2 separate regions of the Mus musculus genome follow, and region 2 is linked to region 1. The links are chromatin contacts, called in public Hi-C maps. All regions are on one chromosome and are shown on one strand. The core of a region is the stretch at or near the end of the contact, and the rest is flanking DNA. Distances in the headings are between cores, read along the strand shown.

Region 1 (6,382 bases), core at 560-3,059:
CCCCCCCAGCTTCCTTAATTAACTTATCCAATTAAAATTCAACACCTCATCCAAACACAGGGTTTCCCTCTTTACCTCTATAAACTGCCATTTTCCTGTGGACCACATCTGTCTCCTCTCTATCCAGAGGCAGTCCTTTGCCCCATACCTAGGCAGATATCCCTGCCCCCTCTGCCTTGTTCCTCTGCCTTTCTCTCTGTCCTCTATCTCCTGTCTTTGTTTTTTATTTCCTGACCTTTGTCCCTTTGAGCTGAGAACTTGGTCTTCGGGGTCCAAATGATACCTTTTTTTTTTCTCTTTAAATCCAGTCACGTTTAATGAATCCTGATGACCAGAGATTAGATTCTCAATAGACTTGGCAGAGAGGGATGACCTCAGCCAAGGCATCAACCTTTAGGCTGAGCACACATGTAAACAAGAAGGGAATACACTAACAGGATGAGGCATAAGTGATTAGTGAAGACTCTCAGCTCCTTAAGGGCGTAACCATAAATTATGCCCGACAGTTCGGTTTCCGGTAATTGTTAACAAATCTGCTGTGTTCATTAAGATCACGTCTTCCAGCTTGTTACATGGCTCATCTAATTACCTGCCTTATCCTTGTTTGGGGTTGTTAGAGCAGTTGTCTCCCACTTCAGCGGGAACCTGCTGGGTACAGGCACAGAGAGTGACTTCCTGTGTGCATTTGGGAGCTGTGGTCTGTTCACTCCCAGAGGTCGTTGCTACCGGGTCTGGAAGCTGGGTGTGAGCAGGTATCTTTTCAGCATCCTATTGTCTGCTATTTTGAATCTAAACTTCTGGGTGACTGTCATTATTATGGCCATGACCCCACAGTGGCAGAGACATTGATCGAGAAGAGTTAACCTCACAAATGAAACAATGGTCGAACCCCACTAGGTTCTCCACAAGGATGACCCCTTGTGGCTTACGGGAACACAAGTGGACCTGTGCACAACCGGGCATCATGCACATTCCCTAAGCCCTTGAAGAAGCCTTGTTTATTTAACTTTTCAAACTAACTTGAAGCACTTTTAGAACAGTTGTTTACACTGTGTTAACTGGAGAATACACAAGCACTGTGGATACAGGAAATGGAAGCAAGGAAAACGGGCAAGGTGCAGGAACTCAGCTATGAGTAACAGTGGATTGTAACACTGTTTTTTCCTTGACGGTTCTCTTCCTGCACACAGAAGGCACACTTAACAACAGGAAGGTTGGTGAAACCCAGCAGCAGTAGCAGACAGAGAACAGACTCTGGGGCCGCCGTTACTAGGGTATCAATTCCTGTGCTCATCGTGGGTGGGAGGAAAGCGTACGTACATCTATGTAAACACTGAATGCTCCCCAACAGGCTCAGATGTGCCTTTCCTTGCCACACTGAAGTTCTTGTCTTATACTGATCATCTCACAGTTAATATGTCCCACTGGTCCTCCATGTGTGCGGACTACCTGCTCCGTTTTGTGTGTGGCACATAACGTTGAGCATTATTTGATAAGTGCAGAAACAAATACCAAGTGCCTAGACAGCGAACATTCCAGATGGGTTACTAATTGAGCTGTTGGGAAATCTCTGACACTCTTAGATGGGAAAGAGCTGGAGGATGCTCTTGCTCAAGGATTTCCCAGGCCTTTGAACAAGTTCTGTGCTCTGCAAATGTGTTGAGATTCGGTTTCTCCCGCTGATGCGCCACAGATGGCCACATGGTGGCGCTGGCGCTGCGCCGTAGAAACGGAGCTCAGGCTGCAGCTGAGGCTCCAGCCTCCCTCGCTGTTCTTCCGGCCCCCGCCCTGCGCTTCCCCTCAGGACTTCCTTCCCATCCAGTCAAGCTTGATGCCATGGCTCTTGCCAAGAAGCTGTCAAGCCAGAAATGGGAGCTGGGGTACTGCCCACCTGAAGCTGGAATTTCCTTTGTTCTTCAGCAGACTCAATTCACTGTATTGCTCCTAGTTAAAAAGAAAAAAGAAAAAAAAAATCTCCACCACACTTTTAATGCTTTTTTAAAAAAAGCATGGTTTCCTAGTTTGAGATGCAAGTATTTTTACTCTGCACTTGATTGGCTCCTGCAAGTGACCCAGTGCTGCCTAAATAAAATCACCTACAAAGCAAATATCCTGATATGTTCTTACGATGTTCACAGCTAGAATGTGCAAGGGCCTGTTCCCTAGTAAAAGGGACTGTTTACTAGCCCAACCTAGCATAAGGCACCTGGACATGTACATTCACAGGCGACTGGAGAACAAGAAAGCAGAAATAAATTACTTGAAAATCACCTACTCGCTATGAATGACAGCTAAGCTCAGAAACTAACAGTCCCTTTGCAGAAGCAAAAATACTTTCAATAAATTAAAGCTGCTATTCTTTTCTCTACACATGTTTGGTATATACATCTGGGTGTGTGTGTGTGTGTGTGTGTGTGTGTGTGTGTGTGTGTGTGTGTGTGTGTCTGTGTATGCGTGCGTGTGCAGGGTGTGTTTGTGCATAAGGATTACCCTGTCATCTTCACTGGGCACCTTAATGTTTGAAACATGGTCTTTCAGTTAACCTAGAGCTCACTGATTGGCCAGACACACTGGTCCCTGATCTCTCAGAGACATATCTTCTGGGATGGTACCTCCATCATACCCAGCATATCTGTAGGAACATAAGCTCAGCCCCTCGAAAGCTCTTTATCCACCAGGCCATCTTCTTATCTCCCCCTTTCCTTGTATTCAGCTAAGTCTTGTGCTACTTAAGGTGAAATAATCCGAAGTCATACTTATATATGGCAATGCTTTTAGTAATTGATATCTAATAAATAAAATGGATGTTTGTAAGGAAGCAGTCCATTGAATCACAACAAGTGTACATTCATTAGTGCAAGCTCTATCACAATTAAGACATGCAAGTAGAGAAATCCTAGTCCAAAACGTCTGGGAGCAGAAATAGTCTAGATTTCTGGTGTCTTCACAGCTTGTAATATTTTCATGTATGAAATGAGGTAGCTCAGAGATGAAACCCATGTTTAGACACAGGATTTTGCAACCTCAGCCAGTATGTATGATACTGGGGAATGATGTTGGCCACTATTTGTCCATTCTAATTTAGCCACTATATAGTATATATGTGAACTGTTAACATGTTTGGATTTTAACTTTCAGCTCTCTGCTGTTGACTGCCGTTGAGCATTCTTTCATATGCTCGCAAGGAGTTGTGGGTCTTCCTCTGTGACATGTCCATTTAGAAACTGAGCTTTCCAAAAACCCACATATAGTAAGCTGTTCCTGTAATGTGGGTGTGAGTTTTCTGTTATTACTGTGGGTTGGAGAACTATCTTCTTCAGCCTGTGGCTTCTTCACTTGGTGTTCCCCCACGGTGTCTCTTGATAAGCAGAAATTAAATTTAAATGAAAGCATCATTTACAGCTTCCTTCATGTCTAGTGATATAAAACCAGTTACTTGATGTATGTGTCTCGTGCTCTGATCTCAGCTTGCTGGAGAGCCTCTTCCTTCAGTAAGCAGCCTTGACTCAGTCTATAGTCTACGCCTATGCTGGGTTGCCTTGAAAGCCAATTGATGGTGCGTGTTTGGTTCTAGTTGACCCCAGGTCGGTTCTCACCATGCTGTTTGTGCAACTGTTCATCTTCAGGCATCACTAGGATGCCCCCACGCTGCTCTTTGAAGAGATCCCTTTGACCTTATTTCAGGAGTTGTGTTTCCCAAATAAGTTTCAAAGTTAATTCTCAGTTTCCAATACATACACACACACTGTGTGGGGGGGGGGGTAGAAAAAGAGAGATGATTGGATTTGATTGAATAGACTTTACTAGGTTTTTAAACAGTTAATTTGTAAGATCTATTTCTTGTTAAGAAAGCTTCATTTTCTAACTTTTGAAAATTTTCTCAAAATGTTCTTGTCTTTGAAAAATATTTAAAACTGTCTTAAACCAGATCAAAACTCATTTTGAAAATCTTGGAAACCATCCAGTCTATTTTGAGCTACTCTGCCTGGATAAAAAGAAACTTCTTCCCCATGATTCAAGTCTGGAAAAGTATTTTTCTGACATTAAAAAAAAGTATGTAATTATGATAAGTAAGTTCCTAACTTCAGAAATATTTTAGGTGCTTTAAAAAATACTAATATCCATGTTATTTAAGTATTAGCTTAAAAAGTAACTTCTGTGTAGATTCTACAAGATGGAAAAATAATCCCAATTCATTAATTATATTCAAATTATTAAAAATTAAAAACAAAATTGGTGTTCAAGTCTTTCAATCTGGTATATATTCATGACATGTGGGTACAGAATCCTAAAAAAGTAGCCACACAGAAGAAAACAAGTGACCCAGCTTACTGTTCAAGTGATTTTAATTGTAGGTTTTCAGTCTGGTTTGGTTTCCTCTCTATTTGAGCCATTTCAATCTCTTAATTGTTGTCTTCTATTTTGTTTAAAATCTTATTTCATAGAGGTGTGCTCAGGTAGCAAGAGCCCTCTATCAGCCCTCTCTCCAGTCACAACCTGTGTCTCTCTTCTCCCATTTGACAGGAGTGTCTGGACTGTAGTACACAACAACACAGTCATTTGAAAATAAACACAGCCTTCACTATACTTCAGAATCTGTCATATTTGAAGATGCTTGCCGCTGGGCTTGTCAGCGATCAACAGCAACAAATTAACTAACATAAAATAAAATAAAAAAAAATCATATCCCGTAACACAATTACCATACTCTTTCCATTGTAAGGTCTATTTTCCACCTTACGAATTAGGATATATAATTTGTATACTAATTCTGAAATTAGGATATGTAAATAAATCCAAACTACAATTGCACATAAATGTTTATCGCTCAAATCAGAGCAATCCATAACAGAGATGATCGCAGTGAAACCGAGAAAACAAGGCTTGCGAGAATAGACTTGTTCAGGGTATCAGAAGCACGCTGAAAAGAGAGCAATTGCATTACTTAGTTAAAAATCTGTACAGTGAATAATTCAAGGTTATTAAATATGTTTGTGAAAATGGTCAGTGACAAGTGGAAGTACTTATATTGTAAACGGCCAAAAATAGGCAGGAAAGCCTGCAGATCATTTACATTCATGTAATAGTTCTTGAATAGCTAAGCATTCAAGATTTAGCCTGGTCACAGTAAACATTTTCCCCTTTGAACCCCCAGAGTCTGCAGCCATCTGACACCAGACCCTCCCTGTGACAATCTAGGGGCTATTTGGGGGATTTTCTAGTTCTTTGATAGGATTTTGCTTTTATGTAGAGCAATGAATACAATTTTCAGTTTTAGCTAAGGAAAGATAAAATAACCCAAATAATACTTTTGTCTTTCTATAAACCCTGACTTCCTACTGCCTGAAAGAACTCAAATTTACATTTATAAAACCGAAACAAACATGACTACTTTTTACTCGTATTTTAGTAAAACAAAACTCAGTGCTCACTCCACACAGACGAGGCAGCTTGAAGAGCTCTGGGGACTTATGGAAGAGGAAAGGAGAATAGACCATGGATCTTCTTATGTCCCACTGTGTGATTCATAATTACTCTTCAGTGACCTTTTCGGGGACACACTAATTCACAAAGCAAAGCATACAATGAAAATGCAGGACCCCGAGTTGAAGACTGTTTAAATCAAAAGGTTTACTATGTTTTTGCCTTTTGATTTCTTTTCATTAAAATGCTGCTGTATCTTTTTATTATGAACATTCTCTCTCTCTCTCTCTCTCTCTCTCTCTCTCTCTCTCTTTGTGTGTGTGTGTGTGTGTGTGTGTGTGTGTGTGTGTGTACATGTAGTAGGTGAGGTACTTGCCACAAAGCCCATGTGGACATCACAGCTTTGTGGAGTTCTCTCTTCCCTTCTACCTTTAGTTGAGTTATGAGGATTGAACTCAAATCCCCAGGTTTGCACAGTCAGTACCTTTATTCTGCTGACACATATTGCCAACTGATGCCCCCCATCTTACCAATAGCTAACAGAGAACTGAAAAAGGAAACAGAAAAATTAAGACATCACGTTACACATGATTGTGAGCCACAATGTGGTTACTGAGGATTGAACTCAGGACCCCTGCAAGGGCAGACAGTGCTCTTACCCACTGAGCCATCTTTCCAGCCCCAATTCAATTCTTCTTGTAGGAAAATTCCAATCCTTCTGTTTCTTTGTGGCAATAATAAAGAGAAATATTTAAAGTAAAGCAAATAAATGCATATACTGGACAAAAATGTGGAACCCTGTTTTTTAATAATTACTAAGAGTTTCAGGAAGGTAACCACATTGCAGTAAATCAATAGGAGTCATTCTAAGTATCAGACCACATGCAATGTTCCAGCCCACACCCTCTAGGAGTTGGATGTGACACCTATCATGTTTTATACCCTGTCCCTTGATTAT
Region 2 (6,088 bases), core at 395-2,894, 780 kb after region 1:
GAGATGATAGCGGCAGGGGAGAACTGGGGAACTGTGATGGGGTGGGTGTAATATATGAAAGGGAATAAAAATAAATTCCTCCTTAGTGAGATACTGATCTCTCCTACACGTTTTTGTTGGCTTTTTAAAATTCACAAGGCGGGGCTGGTGAGATGGCTCAGTGGGTAAGAACAACCGACTGCTCTTCCAAAGGTCCAGAGTTCAAATCCCAGCAACCACATGGTGGCTCACAATCATCTGTAACGAGATCTGGCTCCCTCTTCTGGAGTGTCTGAAGACAGCTACAGTGTACTTACATATAATAAATAAATAAATCTTTAAAAAAAAATTCACAAGGCATCAAGCCTACTTTGGGCACCACTCAGTATAAAAGCAGTCAATGGATAAATGAATGTCTCTGCACATTAACTGCTGTCAGTATTGATTCAAATCACACTTGAGCATATTGCTTGAAGAAACCAAACAGCATTCATTCTTATGGTTTTACTTAAAGTTGTTCTTGTATCAAGCTAAACCACAGCAGTATTTTAGGGACCCTAATTACACCGACACCTTCTATTCCTCCATTCTCTTCACCTCCTTATAGTACAAAGCTGTCTATACGCACACGCTTTAACTAGAGTTATTCAAAGGGAGGAGCTATACTTTTGCAAGATGCAGTGAGACTATAGTGAGAAACAGAGAAATGTCCCTGTCTCTCAATCAGTTACTGAAGAACTATTGCTGAGAACATTGTTGGCTCCTCAGTGTATTTATTGTTTTTATAAGGGGAATTTTGCTCAGCTACAAAAAGAATTTTGTTTTCATTTTTTTTGTTTGTTTTGTTATTGTTGTTTGCTATCTTTTGTTTTTCTTTGTGTGTTTTTTTTTTTCAAGACAGAATTTTTCTGTGTAGCCCTGGCAGTCTCTCTCTATACACCAGGCTGGCCTCGAACTCATAGAAATCTGCCTGCCTCTGCTCCCTGAGTGCTGGGATTCATAGAATGTGCCACCACCACCCGGCTAGTTTCATTTTTTTCTCAAAGCGGACTCCGTGCTGTGTGAGCACAGAGAGTCTCTTTTCTCGTTGACTAGCTTTCTGTGTGTATAGTTTCTATTTTATTTTTAATTATGTGTGCATGCATATGAAGGTAGGTACCCAAGGAAGCCACAAGAGGGTGTCAGATCCCTGCATCTGAGGATACAGGTGGCTGTGAGTCACCCTATGTGGGTACTAGGAACAACACCCAGGCCCTCTAAAATGAGTCCTTAACTACTGAGTCATCTATTTAGACCACTATCTGTGTATTTTAATGTGTTATGCTTTATGGAACATTACAAGCTGTGCCTTCTTTCCCCCTTTTCTTCATCTTCTAATGGGAAAACACTACTTTTAAAAAGAAAAGAACACCGTGTTGGCAATGTTTAGTGTGCAAAATGTTCAGGACTGATGAGAGTGAGGAGGGTCCCAAGTCTGCACATTTATCAGCAACTGTCCCAAAAGGTTAATCGGCTTGGAGTGTCTCTTCTCAGTATTCCCAACACTTCCATTTTAAATCCCAAGTTTATCTTGCTTTTAAAAATATTTGCCCCGTGACTCCATTTGCAAGCCTGGGAGTCCAGACATGATTACTCCAAATTGGAGACCTTCAGACTGGGAAGGACTATAGTCCAAGGTCAGAGCAAGTGACGGTACTGGGGCAGCAGCCTGCCCTGGGGATTTATCTGCTAGGTTTCAGGAGTGACAGTAAAGAACTGGGCTGCCTGATGAACCCAATGAACAGAAAAAAAAATCTGTCCAAACATGGAAAGCTCACTGCAACGATTGAGGAAACATTGCCTATTTGTTTGGAGTACATTTAATTATTTTTAAACATGTGCAGCTTGTAGTTCAGTGAACATGTCAGGGATAATAGAAGACGAAAGGCAAATGAGGAGAGGCGGTGCTGGTCCTGGAGTGGCTCTTCTCCACAGCTGGCTGCTGGGTGAAACAGTTCCTTCCAAAGTGTGGCTCCTTGTCTGTCACCTAATGAAATGCAGTAGGGGGATTAATGTCATTAGCTGAGGCCAACCTGCTGTGTAGTAAACAGAGATATCCCCCCCCCTCATTTGGGGGGAGTGTTCCTCAGCTCCTACCCACTGGCCTGCAAAGGTCACTCCCCAGCCTTCTATTAGTTAAATGGGAAGAAATTAACTGGGCTGGAGAATCTTGTGGTCTGTTTGAGGGAGAGCAGGCTCTAGGCAATTTAGCATCCAAGTCTGCACCTCCCTCCCTTCTCTTGCACTAATTGGAGCTTAAATTTCTTCTTGGAGGGGGTTGGGGGGTGAGGTGGGGTGGGGGACATGGGAGGATAAAAGCCCTCCAAATAAATGTTTTACAGAAGAAGAAAGAGGAGGAAGCAGAGGGTTTTGTTTTGATAAGCAAATTAACACAGAACATGGGGGATGATCTTGGATTGTCTTGTTCATCTCTCTCATGAACCATGAGCACTTCTCACATTTATCTGCAAAGTCAAATGCTCAGAAATGCATGTCTTGCTCTACACAAACTGCCAGGAATGTAGACAGCCAACAGTAGCCAAGTGTAAAAGTTAAAATTTTATAATCTCTGGAATATGCACAAATCTTGGTTCTAAAGAACTTGAACTACTGGAAGAATGGTGGGGAAAGAATTCTGAAAAGACCGGCATGCACTTGCAGAGGACAGTGACAGCTCAGAGCCACAAACCGCAAACTTGAGTTACACGCAGCAATCCCAGCTAGATGTAAAATAAAAGGAAGAAATAACAAGTGAGAAAAGAACAAGAAAGTTTGAGGACAATATGATGAGAGAGCTCCAGCTGACTCTGCATCACACACCGCCTTGTGAGGTCTGCCCTTAACCCTTTCTTTATCGAAACAGAGCATCCCTTTGTACTGAGAGCTTTTAACGGCACTCTAACATGGGCACTGTGGCATTTTTGCAGCAATAGATATTAGTATCAACGATTATTATGAAGGATAAAGGAAAAAGAATCTCAGAGTCATTTGCATTTTTATGTTGCAAACTTGGTTCTGATCCACTCACATCCTCCAGTCTTCCTGGGACTTCTGGTAGTCTTGTTTTTAAAGGGCACTATGGCAGACTTACTATTCTCTCCTTATTAGCAGGCCAGTATGGTGAAGATGGAAAGTTGGTAACATCCTTCAAAAAGATCCAGGAAAAAAAAACCTTTAGCAGTTCAAGGCTAATAGTCCAGAGACCATAACAGTTTTGGGACAGAAATGATGTCTTAGGACTCAATACTGCCCCATAGATTGTTCTTACTGGTCATCTGGCTGCTTTCCTGGGTTCTATGCCACAAGTATTCAAGAAGGAGCCTTGACTCCATCTATATGGGATAGTCAGATGTCTGAGATAATCTTCTGCCTTTTGCAGTTTCCACTGTGCCCCAAGTATCATGCTAACTGTGCCCCAAGTATCATGCTAGTATCATGCTAGAAAGATCGTTGTCTTACTCACCCAGCTACTTTTTGGTCCTTCCAATAGTCATTAAGTTCCCCATGCCCCGACACACTCCTAAGACTCTTAACCAGGCCATAGTCATCTTTCCCCGTCTTTGCATTTAGATTTAATCCCTGGTCAGCTGGGATAGGTCAGTCCTCATAGAACCCTCTGTGCCTAGTCTCACCCTGCCCTGCATATGTTTTATTTCTCCTGGACTGTTTCTGCTTCAAAAACCAATCTAGGCCATGGCTGCTCAGGGTAGGGCAAGATAAAGATAAGGCAAATGCAGAGAAGGCTCCTTTCTAGTCTCTAAGATCTGTGCAGGATCTAACTCTCAGGAGGATGTATATTTATAACTTTATTTCTATATTAGCTACATTTATATCTAAAATGCATGCACTTATGTATTAAAGTAGAAGTTGGACTTTTGAATAAGAGAAGAGACCAATGAAAGTAGAGACCCAGCCCTTCTCTCTGAAACATCCTAGGATATTCCCAGTTGCCTGGCCAAAGCCAGCAGTTCTCATGTGTGATAAAATAAACTCTTCCAGCTGGGGAATGCTGGGGTTATATTTTTATCTCTGGTGTCTGGTGACTGCATAAACTAGAGGAACAAAGATAGAATGATTTATACGTGTCATTAGAAACGTAAGATTTTTAAGGGTTAGTAAACATGTACAGTATGGGACATATTAGATGTACCATTTGTATAATACAAAACACTCCCTGCAACCTTGAATACTTGCAAATTTGATGCAGAGAGAAAGTGAGGTACTGAATATCTTTCTATTCTTTTTTGTGCATGGCCATAGAGTCACATGACCTTCCTTGTGAAGAAAGAAGACAAAGGATTGAGGATCTTGACTTGGTTCCAGCCAATGCAGTCATTTAAAATTTAGGGTACACTATAGTGTATAGTATATTTTTAGGTATACCTATGCACTTTGTCACAGATCCTGCTTCCAGGAGTTCTAGTTTAGTGGTCAATGTTGAAGTCTGTGAATCTTCATTTAATGAAATGCCTCTGCCAATGCAAAGATTACACAACATGTAGATCTAGTTTTTATAACTCAGGTTGGTCTCACAATCATGATTCCCTAGCATATTTGGAAGGAGCAGTTTTATGAGGGAAGTATGATGTATGACACATAGCAAACCCTCTTTGCTAAATACACAGGCTTAATCAGAGTGGCTATTATCTTAGAGATGCTGCTACCTGCATGCTACACATGGAGTTCCAGGACATCTACAAGTCTGTACAGTAGGAGCCTTTGCAAGAGATGCAGGCATCCTTCCACTTAACTCCTCACGTTGGAGCCCAGCACTAGATAAAAATGTGAGGGTCTCACATGGCCATATATGTATTAACATGTGAGCAACTCATAAACATGGGGCCTGAGTAAGAAGAACCATCTTTCTCTTAGAAAGTGACTTATTTTGTGGGCAGTGCCGTGTACATAGCTCAACCTGAAACATACAAGAGAATCATATCTATCTATATAGTTGTGTATATGTATTTATCTAGATAGATAGATAAAAAGATGATAGGTAGATAATAGAAAGATAAAGGTGATAGATGGATAGATAGACAGATAGACAAGATAAGATAAGATAGACAATAGGAAGATAGACAGATACAGAACGAGAAGGAGACAGAGACTCCTACAATATTATACAGTTTAGCACTTAATGGTTTGGACACATACCAAAGGCAATACACTTGGAAAAAAAGAAAAAGAAAGCAAGCAAGCTTGCCACTTCAAGGGCTGCATAAGGTGACAGAATCCCCTCTATGAAAGTAAATCTCACTCTCACTGCCCAGCTGGCCAATTGTTCCAAGCCAGTAAATCGCAGATTCAACGAACGCATTCAGGAAAGAGAAGCAGATGAGTAATACCAAGCTGTGCCGATAAGAAGGCCAGGCGAAGTCTTTGAATTTGTGCACAATGGATTAAATACCTTTCATCCATTTGCCCTGCTAAGCAAGCAACACCAGGAAACTCATTTTCCAATTAGTCAGCAGGTTTCGGCGTCATTACCTTGGAGATCAGATTTGCTACCATTCAAAAATGCATCAGAGACAGTGTAGGAAGAGTTAAGTGCCGTTCCTGGCATGTGGGGTCTGGGAGGAGGTGAAATGAGATTAGCTCCAGGAAAATGGGACGGTTTACATTACCGGAGGGGCTCTACCTGGCTCCAGGCTTAACAGTGAACAACGCTCTCAGCATATGGCATTACAATGGATTAGTGATCAAGTACGATTAATCCTAATAGATCGTCTTTTGAACCTCCGTGGCTTGTTAGGTGAGAAAAAAATTGTCTGTCCCCAAAGTGTCAGGTGAAACTCTCATTTGAGGTAAGACTACCATGTGGAGATGGGTCTCCATCTGGTGGCTTCCTTTTGTGAAACTCCACCAGAAGGTGTTTTAATGAGGCTTTTATAGCAGGCACCACCTGCCACTAATCCGCCCTCTAAAAAGGTGTAATTGAGGGTTGGTTTTACAGTATGGCTCATAGCCTAACCTTGGGAATTCATCAAGAAATGCAAATCTGGGTGGGATGGTGTAATTATGAACTGCCATTTTGGCTTTTGGTTTAGACTGAAGTGGTTATAGAAATTTG

What was found. Hi-C and Micro-C count contacts between places; a contact is called where the count stands out from the background.
Region 2: a contact with region 1 is called in a Hi-C map of the N1E-115 cell line, with 7 times the contacts expected there. The contact joins two enhancer-like sites. A contact is called at or near these places in 2 of 484 Hi-C or Micro-C datasets (the HL-1 cell line and the N1E-115 cell line) and 1 of 9 other capture datasets (embryonic stem cells).

What each region holds. Positions count from the first base shown.
Region 1 is chr4:81,177,177-81,183,558 of GRCm38.p6, forward strand. No RefSeq gene overlaps it. Among named protein-coding and RNA genes, the nearest start is that of Gm25803, 160 kb to the right of the region's middle. Within about 2 kb of position 1,810, at least 61 of the 459 cell types and tissues checked have an H3K27ac peak or open chromatin away from gene starts, as enhancers often do. A contact at or near this core is called in the N1E-115 cell line, where this site is marked.
Region 2 is chr4:81,955,452-81,961,539 of GRCm38.p6, forward strand. No RefSeq gene overlaps it. Among named protein-coding and RNA genes, the nearest start is that of Gm46886, 24 kb to the left of the region's middle. Within about 2 kb of position 1,645, at least 9 of the 459 cell types and tissues checked have an H3K27ac peak or open chromatin away from gene starts, as enhancers often do. A contact at or near this core is called in the N1E-115 cell line, where this site is marked.